Regions from separate parts of the Mus musculus genome. Here region 2 is linked to region 1. The links are chromatin contacts, called in public Hi-C maps. All regions are on one chromosome and are shown on one strand. The core of a region is the stretch at or near the end of the contact, and the rest is flanking DNA. Distances in the headings are between cores, read along the strand shown. Region 1 overlaps Draxin (dorsal inhibitory axon guidance protein). Region 2 holds the start of Disp3 (dispatched RND transporter family member 3).

Region 1 (6,769 bases), core at 1,075-3,574:
TGCTTATCTCTCAGAGCTGCGTGCCGAAATAAATACTGTATAAATAAATAAAGATCCGATTGAAACAGGGGAAGCCTGTGGCAGTGACAGCCCCATTCAGGATGGCCACGTTGGTCTTTAATGAATCTCACTGGTGGGAACCAGGTACTCAATGATACTATGGCTACTTTTGTGTCAGTCTGAAGATTCTCCGAAGATGCAATTAGAATTATTTTTCCACTTATTTCCTTCATCCTTCTCTATTTAAAAATTTTCTTTAAGATTTATTTTGAAGTCAGCCAGCGACAGCACATACCTTTAATCCCAGCACTCAGGAGGCAGAGGGAAAAGGATCTCTGTTAGTTCAAGGCTAGCCTGGTCTACAAAGCAAACCCAGACCAGCCTGGGCTATTATACCATAAAACCCTGTCTCAGACAAACAAACAAACAAAGATTTATTTTGAGTTTGATTGTTTTGTCTGCTTGTATGTATGCGTACCAACATAATTGTTTGGTGTCTGAAGGTCAGAAGAGGACACTAGATCCCCTGGAACTGGAGTGTTGGATGGTAGTGAGCTGCTATATTGCTGTGAGGAACTGAACCTGGGTCCTCTGCAACAGCAGCAAGGGCTCTTAATCACGGAGCCATCTCCCCATCCCTGGCTCTGCCTTTCATATGGGTAGGGGATTGAACTCGAGGCCTTCCAAGAAAGAGCTCTACCACTGAACTACACCTTCAGCAATTTATGTATTCATTTAGAAACTGGATCTTAATATGTATACCAGGCTGGCCTTGAACACAGAGATCCACCTGCCTCTGACGCCTGAGAGATTTTATCTCCAAATTTTTTTTTTTCCTGAAGCAGAGTTATGCTAAGTTGCAGAGGAAGGCTTCAAACTCGTTATCCTCCTGCCTCAGTCTGAATTACAGATCAATGGCATCATTGCTTTCTCTCTCTCTCTCTCTCTCTCTCTCTCTCTCTCTCTCTCTCTCTCTCTCTCTCTCTCTCCTCTCCCTCTTTCCCTCTCCCCTTTCTTCCTTTTTTGGTTCATTTTCATTTATTTTTGTTTATTGATGTGCGTCTGTGTGTGCACTGTGCAGGTGAAGGGCAAAAGACAACTTTGCTTGGCTCTCTCCTTCCACCTTTATACAGATTCCAGGCATTGAATACAGGTCATCAGGCTGGCAGGGCAAGCCCTTTACATGCCCAACCAATTGCTAGTCCTAGTTTGTTTTTTTCCAAGCCAGGTGTCACTGTGCATCCTATGCTGGACTCAAACTTATGATGTCGCCCTTCAGACTCTCAAGTGCTGGCGGTTGCAAGTGTTATACCGACATAGCCAATTTTTCTCTTCCTTTTCATTTCTTTCCCTTTCCCTCTTTCCCTCTCTCCTCCTTGATCCTTTCTTTCTACCTGTGATAGTAACAAGAAGAAGGAAGAGAAGAAGGAAGGAGAAAGAGAGAGCCAGCAATGGTGGCATAGACCTGTAATCTAGCTGCTTGAGGAGCTGAAGCAGGAGGATCATGACTTTGAGAACGGTCTATGCAATTTAGCATAGCTCTGCCTTAGAACATTTCCAGGAAAGAAAGAACTCAGCGTAGAGCAGGCACCAACAGGCACATGTGCGCGGTGGGCACACGCTTCCTCTCAAGGCTGGTGCTCAGGGCAGTTAAAGGAATAACCCAGCGAGCCTCTCCCAGTGACTGCTTGGAAACCCACCCAGCTCCAGCCTCCCCACTATCTCACCTGGAAAGCCTCCTATCTAGAATTCTACTGAGAAGCGCCAGCCTTCTCAGGTTGGATCTTATTTAAAGAACTATGTTTTTGTCTCCTCCCTTCTCCCCGTCCTGATCCCGAGCGATCGTGCCAGCTTGGATTTCAAGAGGTGAGAAATACAAATCTGGGAGCCGGTGCCAGGGATGGAAGCACACGGAGCTGACAGATTGGAAGACCCCAGCGAAGCTGTTCCTACTGGAGCTTTCAGTTCCCAGGGGGTTCTCCTACCCACTCCCTTTTCCGCAGCCCCTCCATCCACATCCACCCTCTGCCGGGGAAACCCCGTGCCCCACTCATTGCGGAGCTGGCTGGGACACAAAGGCTTCAAGGTTCTGGGAGCAGAGTCGGTGGGGGAGGGCTCTCCCCTTCCCAGGCTCCAGACTGACCTTCCATGCACATGCAGTCGTCGAAACATTTGTTGTTGAGGCCGCGGTTGTGGGGTGTGCAGAGATGTTCCCGGAGGTCACAGCAAGTTCCTGGCAACATAGCAAGCACATGTGGTCAGCCAAGCTGAGCGGCTCCTCCCTGCCTGCCGCCTGCCCTACAGAGTCCCACCGGACAGGAGATCCATCATATGTGTGGCAGGCCATGCCCTAGCAGGCCATCTGGTGTGCAAGGCTCTGGGCCGGGACCGCTGCTGGATGTCATGGATAAAGTCCCCAGAGACGGGTGGCAGAGACTTGAGCCTCCCCAGATGGGCCACTTGATTGATCATGGGAGGATCAAAGGTGGTGTGGGGTTTTACTTCCCAGGGATGGGGTTGTAACAGCTAGGGGTGCCAGAGGTAGAGTCTGCTGAGAGCTGCAAGGGGCCTCCGGGATCATGGACCAACAACATCCTCTTGGACAGATGGGGAAACTGAAGCCCTGGGCGTGGGGGTAGGTAGGGTTCAGGGCAAATCTAGGCAGGGCCGAGGCATCTCTTTGCCCATTACAAAGCTAGCTTCCAAGTTCTGTCCTGTTGGCCCTGACTTCAGCTTTTTCTTCACACTCAGGATGCAGACAGCCTGTCTGTGCTGTGTGTCTTCTGCAATGCCGAATGGCTTCTACTTTGCAGACTCTCCTACTGATGTGGTTGGTGCCTTGGAGATGGCTCCTTGGGTCTCTCCAGCTCCCTCTCGTCTCCCAAAGCACTCATTATTTAGTGGCAAGAAGGGACATGAGTCACTGGTCTCCTGCTGTGAGCAGTTTCAGGGGCCACCTTGGCTCATGTCCCAACCACCCCTTCCTCAGCAGCTTCAGGCAACCGCCAGCCAGCACCGGGGCCACCATTCTGCTCAGCACAGGGCTTTTCTGGCAGGATTTTCTCCACAGCTCCTGCAGAGCCAGCATGACATCAGACCCGAGGTTTTCCTGTCATCTTGTTTCCTCTCTTGCCTTTAATAAATATAACCACCAATGTCCTAGATAAGCACCCAAGACAGGGTCTGGCCTGGAACTCTCTCTGTACCCCCAAGACGACCTTGAACTCTTGATCTTCCTGCCTCCACCTCCCAAGTGCTCTGATGGTAGGCATTTCCCCTCCACAGCATCGAAGTCTATCCCAGTCTGCTCTGAAGAGGTCCTCTGGATGCCACAGGGCCATCAGTCCGGACTCTAATCAAACAGAAGGCCCCTTCCATTTATCCTGACCTGATAGGTAGAGCTGTTGAACAAGCAACAGTGTCACTTACACTGTCCCCAGAATGCCAGTTGGTGCCATGATGAGGAGACTGAATTAACCCCTGCGGGTGTTCAGAGGACAAGGTTAGGAGCAGGCCATCTGACTCAGGGCAGGGTGGGATATGGGTAAGAAGCTTAGGAACCAAGTTGGCCCAGGCTCGCTTGCCCTCCCCCTCCACCACCTCTTTCTGAGGTCATTCTGTGAGTCAGTGTATGGTAGTGACTCTCAGGAAATTGGTGGCCGCTGATAAGGACCCTCAGGAAAAACTGGTGGACACTGTAGCTTCTCCGTATTGCGAATAAAGGGCCACTACTCCCTGGCTTGCTCCCAAGCCCTGTCTCAATTACCTTACTGGTATTCCCTCCCAGCCTGGTGCCTCAAGGGTGGGTGTTGGGGGGGGGGGCAGAATACCTGGCAAGCAATCCTGGTGATGGTCACACGGATCCCCCTCAGCTGGCGAGGTCTCGTTACCATCACTGGTAAAATGACTCCAGTGTTTCTCTGGGGACAAGAAAATTTGTGATTAGATTAAGCACAAGACTTGGGTGTCATGGTGCCAGATGGCCACTCCCACGGTGCGACTTGGACGAGACCCTCTGCCTTTCTTTCTCTCTCTGCTTTTACTTTCTTCCCTAAAGAGACAAGGGGCCCGAGTAGCGTGCAGTGAGTGAGGGTTATGGCTTGTCCCAGTGAGTGTCAGGTCCAGCTTAGATCAATGGACTCCAGCCCACCTTTGGATACCTGTAGGTCATTCTGGTCTCAGCAAACGTCCTCCACCAATAGATGCTGGAGAAAGGAGTCTAAGTGTGGGGTGGGGTGGCAAAGTGGACATACCTTTCTTCTTTGCAGAAGGCCAGACCTCTGGCTTTAAGTCTTCATAATCCGTCCAGTCAAATAAGGCCATGTCCAGTGTGGGCATCACCTCCCCGTCAGACCTGGGCTGTGTCTGCAGAAGTCAAGGCAGGAGAGGGGACCTGGAGCCTTCGAAGTGAAGGGACTGGGAACCTGGGATCTCAAGGCCAGAGGCCAGAGGACAAGGCCACCTTGTTTTCTGCTTGGATCCTGGAATCCATGCTGAAGATGTCAAGATAGTGGCTAGAGAGGCTGTTCTGATTGCTCAGCATTTCTAAACACGTCAGGGAGGGAACCAGACGTGGCCCACTGCTCACTTCCCTGTCCCTTCCTCTGAAGAGTCCTGTAGAGACCATGCACAGCCTTCAATTCCACTCACAGCCCCCACCAATAGTCTGGAGACTACTGAGGACCAGATACTATGGCTGAGTGCTCATGTCCATGATCACTAGGGTTCAGCGAGGCACGGACCATAACTACCTGCTCATGGCCTCGGCGTTGGCCTGACTCTCAGGATGGCAAGATGAAGAAAGAGGACAAAGAATATCTACAGCCGTCTCCTGATACTCAGGAGATGTGGTCCAACCTGACAGCGATGCCTGGAAGAGCTAAAGCCTGTGTGTGTACTGTTTCCACACACATCTTTTTTTTTTTTTTGGTTTTTCGAGACAGGGTTTCTCCGTGTAGCCCTGGCTGTCCTGGAACTCACTTTGTAGATCAGTCTAGCCTTGAACTCAGAAATCTGCCTGCCTCTGCCTCCCGAGTGCTGTTCAGTTCCCAGCGCCCACGTCAGGTGGTTCACAAATGCCTGTAACTCCAGCTCCAGGAGATGTGGTACCTCAGGCCTCCAAAGGCACCTCTGCTCATGTGTGTATATCACCCTCCCCACAGACATACATAATTAAATAAAAACAATCAGTTTAAACAAGGCACAGCAAGAGATGAGCAAGAACTCACAAAACAGAGCGGCACAGCAGTGGCACTGCCTCTCTCTTTCTCTCCCTCTCCCTCCATTTCTTTCTTCCTTCCTTTCTGAAGAAGAATATCACAGAGCCCTGACTGGCCCCAAAGTCACTGTGTAGCCAAGGACAATCTCAGACTCCTGATCCTCCAGTCCCCACCTCCCGAATGCTGGGATAATTGTCACGTACCAGCTTGCCTATTTTATACAGTGCTGAGAATCAAACCTAGGGCTCCAGGCATGCTAAGGAAACATTTTACCATCAGAGCTACATATTGTAATATTGTATTCTCATCAATATACACATATGTATTCTATCTCATCAATATACATATATATATGATCCATTTCAATGGTATTACTTCATTTTGAAAGCAAAACAGTGTTTTAGTTTGTTTTGAGACAGGGTCCCACTTCATAGCCCAGTTGGCCGAGAGTTCCTGTTGTAGCCCAGGCTGGCCTCAATTCTGTGGTGATGCCACTGCCCCTGTCCTCTGTCTCCCAAGGGTTGGGATTGTAGATGTAAGACACCACATCTGGCACTGAAAGATTTTATTTTGAAAACAAAACAAAACTTTCTAAGCTATCGGCAAGAATGACCTGGTGAATGCCTGTCCCTTTCTTCTAGAATCACCAACCCCCAGATTTGTGCAATCCCCTCCCAACCCCCTGCTCCCCCTGTTTTCTTTCCACTTTCTTTTTCAGAGTTGGGGAGTAGATAAGTCAACCCCCCAACTGACTATGCCATTCTAGATCTGTTTTTTAAAATGATTTATTTATTTATTTATTTATTTATTTATTTATTTATTTATTTATTATATGAGTACACTGTCACTGTCTTCAGACACACCAGAAGAGGGCATCAGATCTCATTACAGATGGTTGTGAGCATTGCTGGGAATTGAACTCAGGACCCCTAGATGAGCAGTCAGTGCTCTTAACATCTGAGCCATCTCTTTAGTCCCTAGATCTGGGCTTTAAATCACCGTGGCTGCTTTCTGTACTCTTCCAGACTTTAAACGTCCTCCACAACAGTCCCACCTCTGTGTGTGCAGAGAACAGCATGCTGAGATGGAATTGGCTTCCTGGTTGTCCCCAGCCCGAGCCCCAACCATGTTGTCTGGGTGCTGGCAGCCCCTCTACAGACAGACTACCTGGTGGAGTCAGAGATTAACGGTGTTCACTACCACCCCGCTGTGCCTCAGTTTACCTAAGTGGAACAGGAGGTGAATCAATTCAAGCAGCTGGGCACACCTGTGAGGGACTTCTCCTGACTGGATGGTTGAAGCAGGAAGCCCCACCTCAAGTGTGGGCCACGCCTTCTTGAGGTAGCCTCCAAGAAAGGACAGGGAAGGAGGAAGCGTTTGCTTTTTTTGCCTGCTTGCCCTGACTCTCGCTGGCAAGTTCATCTATCCTGCTGCTGAGGCATTCCTTTGCTGGTCTTAGAACCTGCTCCTTCAGAATCCAACATAGCCCAAAATCCCCTGAGCTAGCCAGCCTTGGAGTCTTGCCTTTCCATCGGGAGACAGCTGCTTTT
Region 2 (6,709 bases), core at 1,316-3,815, 180 kb after region 1:
AGAAAATTACTTGGCATCTCTGGTCCTATTAAGAAAATGAACTGAGCCTCCCTCACTCAGGAACAAGGTGTCTTTAGCAGAGGTGAGGAGTTCTCAGGAAGCAGTGGGAGGCACCATAACCTTTGTGAGTTACAACCCTGGTTTCAAGCTCATTCAAGTTGGGACATTCACTATAGAGTCAGCACTCTTCATAATCAAATCCAAAAGCAGTCCCATGGGCAGCCCTGCATAAGCTGAGAGTATGGCGGAAGTCTGTCCAGGGGAACACTGGGCACCTGTGACCAATTAAAACCAGAGTCTAGGAATCCCCATTTCTGGTTCATTTCTCCCTCAACTCTCCTTTCTTCCTTTTCTCAAGCCTTTCCAGGGTTTTAAGGATAACAACAAGAGAGTGTCAGAGGGCAAGCTGGGCTATGGGTCTGGATCCTTCAAAGCGACAGCTCTGGGCGGGGGGGGGGGGGGAGGCTGAAGGGGCAGTGATGATGAGGCTCCCTGTGACCCCAGTACTATCTCTCGATCTCCAGGTTCTGAGGCCCCCTGAGACACTTTCCTGAGGCTCTGGCCCTGGAAAATTTCCCAAGATTGTCAGTAAAAGCTGCCGAAGCTATTGGGCAGAGAGAGGCAAATATTCAGAGAGGCAGGATCGGGTGGATGGAAACTGCAGATGAGGAAGCAAACCAGAGTCGATGGTGCCCCAAGGGCCAGTGGTGCCAACATGGGTGTCAGAGCACAGACTCCAGCAAAGGAAAGTCAGGAAAAGGAACGAAGGCGGCCAGAAAGGATGATGGACGGGAAAGAGCAAAGGGTGTGCATTTGAAAGATAACCCTGGGAAGGAGAACAGCCAGCAAAGAGCACTAGCAAAGATTGCAGACCCTGGAGGCAGAAGATATGCCAGGAAGAGGTCTGAGTGGTCATGGGGGCGAAGAGTCTGAAATGGACACTGAGCTTCAAACCAAGACTGTAAGGCGCCTGCCTGCCTGCCTGCCTGCCTGGCTGGGCTGCTGCCCGGAGCTTCCCTTGAGCCTAACAGCTGCTTCTCTCCTTTTGGCAGATACTCTGATTCGGGGAGGTCTGCAGTAGAAGAGGAGGGGGCTGATTGAGCCTGTGTGTTTGTGTGTGTGCACGCCAGTGTCTGTGACCCACACAGCCTGAGCTCCTGCATGTCATGAGGTATCAGCGAGGGTCCTAGGCAGTGGTCTCTGGTGTCCGGTTTATTTTAGCATCCTCCAGCGAGAGCGTGAAGAGGGATGAGTCCTGGCCCACAAACTGGGGCTTGTGGGAAGATTAGGCTTGTCCACGTGGGAGTGAATCCTGGGTCTCTGTGTGCATTGTGTGCGCCTACGAGCCACGATGGGAATATATTTATCAGAAAGGAGTGTGGATTTGTGCGTGGAGTGTTCACGAGTGCTCTATACATAGTGTGTGTGTGTACTTCATTTGTGTGTGGAGCTTGGGGCTGGTGGGTTCAGTGCGCTGTCCGAGGTACTGACCGAGAGTGCAACCAGACTAGCACCCGCACCCAGACTCAGGAAGCATCCCTGTACCAGACAGAGATCCAACAGAGGAAGCCTCCGGGGAGGCGTCTCCTAGGAGAGTTGGGAAAAGTCCTCCCAGCGGCAGGGCTAGCTCTCGGGACTCGCCGCCACTCGTGCTGGTCATCTTTTCCTGACTGTGCTCCACGGCTACTCAGATGCCACCCCATCACAGTCCTTATGGATGTTCTGGGTCGACCCAGGGACCCTCTAGCGCTCCACTTCCATCGCCTGCCTGAGCTTCAGAGGTCCTGGCTGGCACGCAGCGGCACCTGCAGCGGGTTCACCGCAGCCCAAGACTCAAAGAAGGTCCCACCAAGCGCGTGAGTGCGCTCAAGTAGGGGGCAGCTACAGGGGCCATCGTTACCTTTTCCTGTTCCCTCCCTCCTCTGAAGTCCCGGCGGACAGCCGGATTTGGGATGGCTTCAGGCTGACGCTCAACTTTTATGAACCCAGACAGACACCTACCGAGACGAGCAGGGGTATGGAGATAGGGAGCCAGGATGATTCTGGACATTAAACACGCTCCCGCAGACCGAAGCTGCAGCCCGTCCCCAGCGTGTTGGTGCAAGCTTCGGGGGCGCAGGGACAAGCTCTGAGATCTGAACTCTGTCCCATTAGCCGGCTTTCTCAGGGCGTTGAGGCCGGGGGTGGCCTGAGAGCGAGAGAACTTCCCGCACTCCCCCCTCTCCCCGCCCCCAGACCGGGCGCATGTGGCACGTTAGACCCTTCCCCTCTCCAGAGTAGCGCATCCCCAGTCCCGATGGCGCCCAGGGGCAGTCTCACTCACCTCGCTGGCTGAGCCGAGCTAGGCTGATACACGGGTGCCGCAGGGGTTAAGGGGCTTCGGCCACCCCGCGGCGAACACTTGTCCCTTGAGGGTAATTTCAGGAGGAAAGGTCCTCAGAGCTGTAGGAGGCCAGCGGCCCCCAAGCTCCGCTCGCTGGCGAGCAGACCGCCGCCAGGTCCGTGACAACTACGTCCCCAGCGCGCACGCGAAGCACTCGCCGCCGCCGCCGCCGCCGCCGCCGCCGCCGCCTTTTATCTGCTGCCCGCCTTTGTTTGGGTCCCGGTTCCTACCACGGGGTGCGGGGGTGTCCCGGGCAGCCTTTAGAGTCGCGCCTCCCCCCGTCCACTGGCGCCTCCAGCATCAGCGCCTGCGGGCTCTGCGTCACCGTCCGGCTTAGGCTTGCTCTCCGCCGCGCGCTGCTGTCTCCCGATTCCGCCGCCAGGCGCCGCCCTGGCTGCCGCTCCCCCTGCGGGAGCCGCGTGGTGGTACAGCCAGCTTCCCGTGTTGGCGAGCAGGGACTGAGCACAGCGCAGCGACCCCTGGGGGTCAGTCTTAGTCTCTGCAAACGGACCTGGCCATGCCCCCTACTGGCCCCCGAGGTTTCTGGGCACCCAGGCCTTTCCCAGGCGTGCGCTCCTGCTGGCTTCTCTCAGCCCCATCTGCCCAGCCTTGGCACCTCACCAGCCTGCTGGACACTCGAGGGCATCCCCGGGTGCCCTCCGGAGGTGGTTGCCAAGCCCAGGCGCCTGGCACCATCTCTTCCTCCCTCCTCTATTCACCTCTCTGGCAGCAGAGCCCAGAGCTCTGCCAGCCCCTGGGACCAGGCACTCGTCCAGTAACAGCAGAAGGTCCGCCTGACACCCCCTGCTGAAAAGATACCCAAAGAAGAAAGAGCCTAGAAACCAAGGCTATCCCTGGTTTCATTTCTCTTTCAGTGCTCCAAAGACATTGGCCTTGATGTCACCCAAGGAGAGCCAAGGGAACCCTCAAAAGGACCTGGCGCCAGCCTCCCGCTGCAGGAGGGACATCACTGCCGGCTGAGAGGCCACCCAGATGATTATGACACGGACCAGGAAGATAAGCATGTAAGCCACAATCTTGGCCTTCAAGAAGTCCCCATTCTATACAAGAGAATGCAGGATCATTATGAAATAAAAATACCGAAAGCCCCTAGCTCTTTGCTGTGTAGCCCATGCCCCCATCTATATTTTTGAAAGAGGAAACCTAGGGGCCTGGGAAATGGCTTAGCAGGTGTTTGCTGCCAAGCCTGACAACCGGAGTTCAGTCTCCAGGGCAAACTCACTTCTGCGAGCTGTCTTCTGACTTCCACTCGTGCCCTGTGGTACACATGCACATCCCCTCCAAACACACATGCCATACATACATACATACGTACATACATACATACATACATACATAGTTTTAATTAAGAGGGCAGTTTGGGAGTTCTCTGAACCCCTCTCACTTTGGGGTTCTACAGGAAAATCCTGTACCACCCGTCCAGCTTTCTCAAACACAGTCCCTGGGGACTGCATTCACTGGCTGGCGGTCAGGTGGACATTTAGCTACTTATGACCCTGGATGCCCCGGAACTCATCTGTGCAGATGCAAATGACCAGAGCCAATGTTTCTACCCAGGTGTTCTCGTCCCTGCACCACATACTCAGAAATGGTTTTTCAGGGGACCCACTGGCCAGCCATCAAGCCTGTCAGAAGATCTGCAGTGAATTCATGCCATCCTGAAGACATTAGGGTTATGAAATGCTCCTGGCAGGAAGGATCCAAGAAAGGGGAGAGAGAGAGAGAGAGAGAGAGAGAGAGAGAGAGAGAGAGAGAGAGAGAGAGAGAGAGTATGAATAGATAGATAGATAGATAGATAGATAGATAGATAGATAGATAGATAGATAGATAGATAGATACTAAGACCTAGAATGGCGGGTGTGTATATTACTGCCACAGGAGCAGAAGCCCAAAGTGGTACTCTAGATAAAACAGCCCCGAAGTGCCTTGCAAATGTCCAGCTCCACCCAACATATCCCAGGGGAAGGCAGAGAAAGAGGAGCCACGGGGGAGGGTGGGAGGAAGGAGAACCAGGGTAATATTTGTTTCTAAGGGAGCAGTGGGAGACACAAAGTGTTCCCAAGCCCAGCTGAGAGCAGAGGCTGCTTTTCTTGGTGAATGGCTCAGTTCTTCTCAGTTTGTTTCAAGGAGCCTCCTTAAAGATTCCCCCCAAAGTCCCTGTGCTGTTCCCTGCAGTTTGACAGAATCACAGGACACCCCATTTGTGTTCCTAGGGTGCTGTGCCTCCCACCAACTCTTGCTTGTTGATATGACCTCCATTCTCCCGGGAACTACATTTAGTAGATTTGATATGGGTCCTGATTACACTCTCCCTGCTTTCATTCGAGTCATTTCTCCCCTCTCTAGACCTTCAGGTAATCTCCAGAGGGCCACTTCTAGTTTTGCCTTTGGTAAGGGACCTTCTTCAAAGGGAATGTACAGAAGCAGGGGACCTGACCATGGACTCTGTGTGTGTGTGTGTGTGTGTGTGTGTGTGTGTGTGTGTGTTGCAGAGTGATGTTCAGAAATTCTGAAAGGATCTGATTTTCCCAGGCCATCAGCAGGGTTTTAAAATGCAAATAGAACCAACCAGGCCTTTGAAATATGTCTGCTGTAAAGGAGAGCCTGTTGTGGCAGTGGAACAGGTCAAAGTGTGGAAAGCGGTGAGAATCCTTCTCTAGGGCTGATCTCAGCTTTTTCTCTCCTTGTCTAATCCCCTTATATGAAATTATTGTCCCAGCTCAGGCACTCCCCTGAACATTCCCCTACACCCCTCACCTCCAGAAGCTCCCCAGAGGTGACTCCAGTGGCCCTGTGATGGGCCCAGCTGTGAGGTGGCAGAGAATGTAGTTCCCCATTGTCCTCTCTGGCTCTGTAGTTCCCTCTGCCAGAAGTATTTCCTGGGTCTGATTTAAATGCCTCTTAGTGCCCAGGGGCTATTTCTCGAAAACTCTGTCTTCCTGACTAAATGAAAAGTCTTCTTTTGAAAGGGATGGGAGCCATAAAGGGCCACTTTGTCCCCGGCTCTCTTCCTTTAATGCTCCTCTGTCTGGTCTGCAGCTATGCACAAGCAGGACCTCAGAGCTAAGCCTCCCAGTCCACTCCTTACAAGCTGCGGTGTGCCCTTGGGGAAGGAAGTCACTTCCCCTTGCTGAGGCCCCACCTCCCCTCTTATTTATAAAATGGAGCCTGTGAAAGTACCTGCCTCCCAGCATTAGCCATCAAGGTTTACCAGATAAGAACATCTCTATGAAAAAGCAGCACTTAGCACATTGCGTAGCTGTGGATTTGGGTAAACATCAGGGTCTTCTTCAAACTCCTACTAAAAAAAGAGCCAGGGTACCAGTTTCTCCTGTTTTTTTGCTCCATCGGTGAGAAAGATTGTGCACAAATCAGGTTACTTCACCAGATGGCTAAGCAGCTGAGGGTTAAGCATATGGGGAGGGTTGGGAGTGTTTATCTTTAAAAATATGGGACATTAACATGTTGTCCCAGCATGGTGGAAGGGAATAAATACCTTTGGAAGTAGTTCATTTTTTTTTTTTTTAATCTGCAAACACTGTGACTTTGGGGAAATCTGGGGTTGGTTTGTGTGCATGTGTGTTGCATTAACTGTGTGAACTTGGGCTCGTTAGCTTGCTTCACCTGACACTCAATTTACCCATCTGCAAGATGGGATTAATGAGGAGCTCTGCCTTCTCTACACTTGCAGCAAGTTTTATGACAGATTAGGATGTGTTTCTAGGCAACTGTTCGATAGTCTCTTGTGCAGAGTTTAATTTGATGCAGTCAGAAAGATAAATAATAGAATGATTGGTTGTGTTTTAGCAGTTGTGAAATTAGTTAGGAAAGAGCTTGGTAAACTCACCTGAGTTTGCTTAAATTGTCCTCTTGAGGTCACACAAGTTAGTGGGGGAACTTGGGTTGAATTCCAGGCCTTCTGGGGTCCAGGTTTGCACTTCCCCTGAAATCTGCTCTTTCCTCTGCCTGGCCTGCTCTTCCCTAAAGCTCCAGTTGGGAGTCTGAGCTTACAGAACTCCCCTAAGGAGAGAGTGGCTGAACTTATCATTTAGGAGAAGAAAGAAGTTTGGGGGGAGACGACAAAGCCAGCTCCAGTCTGGGTTGCTTTGTACAGGGCTGGGGGGGGGGTGGCACATGGGCAGCACTGCCTTTCTTCCCCAGCGTTCTGCAAGCAGCCGGGCCTCGCATTCCTTTCCCAGCCTCACTTGCCTTCTCCAAGGAAGCAGGCAGCCTGCGCCAGAGTGAATACAATCCAAGTTATTAATTGCCTGCAACAATTAGCCTCAGCACTGGGCCTGCAGACGC

The links. A called contact is a pair of places that touch in the nucleus more often than the background predicts.
Region 2: a contact with region 1 is called in a Hi-C map of cerebellum, with 2.8 times the contacts expected there. The contact joins the promoter of Disp3 here to the enhancer-like site in region 1. A contact is called at or near these places in 4 of 39 promoter capture datasets (embryonic stem cells, hippocampal neurons and liver), 1 of 15 datasets of contacts at CTCF or cohesin (embryonic stem cells), 39 of 484 Hi-C or Micro-C datasets (B cells, adipose-derived mesenchymal stem cells, cerebellum and 11 more), 6 of 115 datasets of contacts at active chromatin or transcription factors (astrocytes, differentiating embryonic stem cells, embryonic hindbrain and 2 more) and 2 of 9 other capture datasets (embryonic stem cells and pancreatic islet).

Annotation. Positions count from the first base shown.
Region 1 is chr4:148,105,792-148,112,560 of GRCm38.p6, forward strand. It overlaps Draxin (dorsal inhibitory axon guidance protein), which reads right to left. Exons shown (of 7, transcript NM_027426.3): 4 at 4,254-4,365; 5 at 3,831-3,920; 6 at 2,144-2,233. Among named protein-coding and RNA genes, the nearest start is that of Agtrap, 21 kb to the left of the region's middle. Within about 2 kb of position 2,325, at least 45 of the 459 cell types and tissues checked have an H3K27ac peak or open chromatin away from gene starts, as enhancers often do. A contact at or near this core is called in cerebellum, muscle stem cells and myocytes, where this site is marked.
Region 2 is chr4:148,285,400-148,292,108 of GRCm38.p6, forward strand. Disp3 (dispatched RND transporter family member 3) reads right to left here and starts at 2,566. Exons shown (of 21, transcript NM_001083342.1): 1 at 2,324-2,566.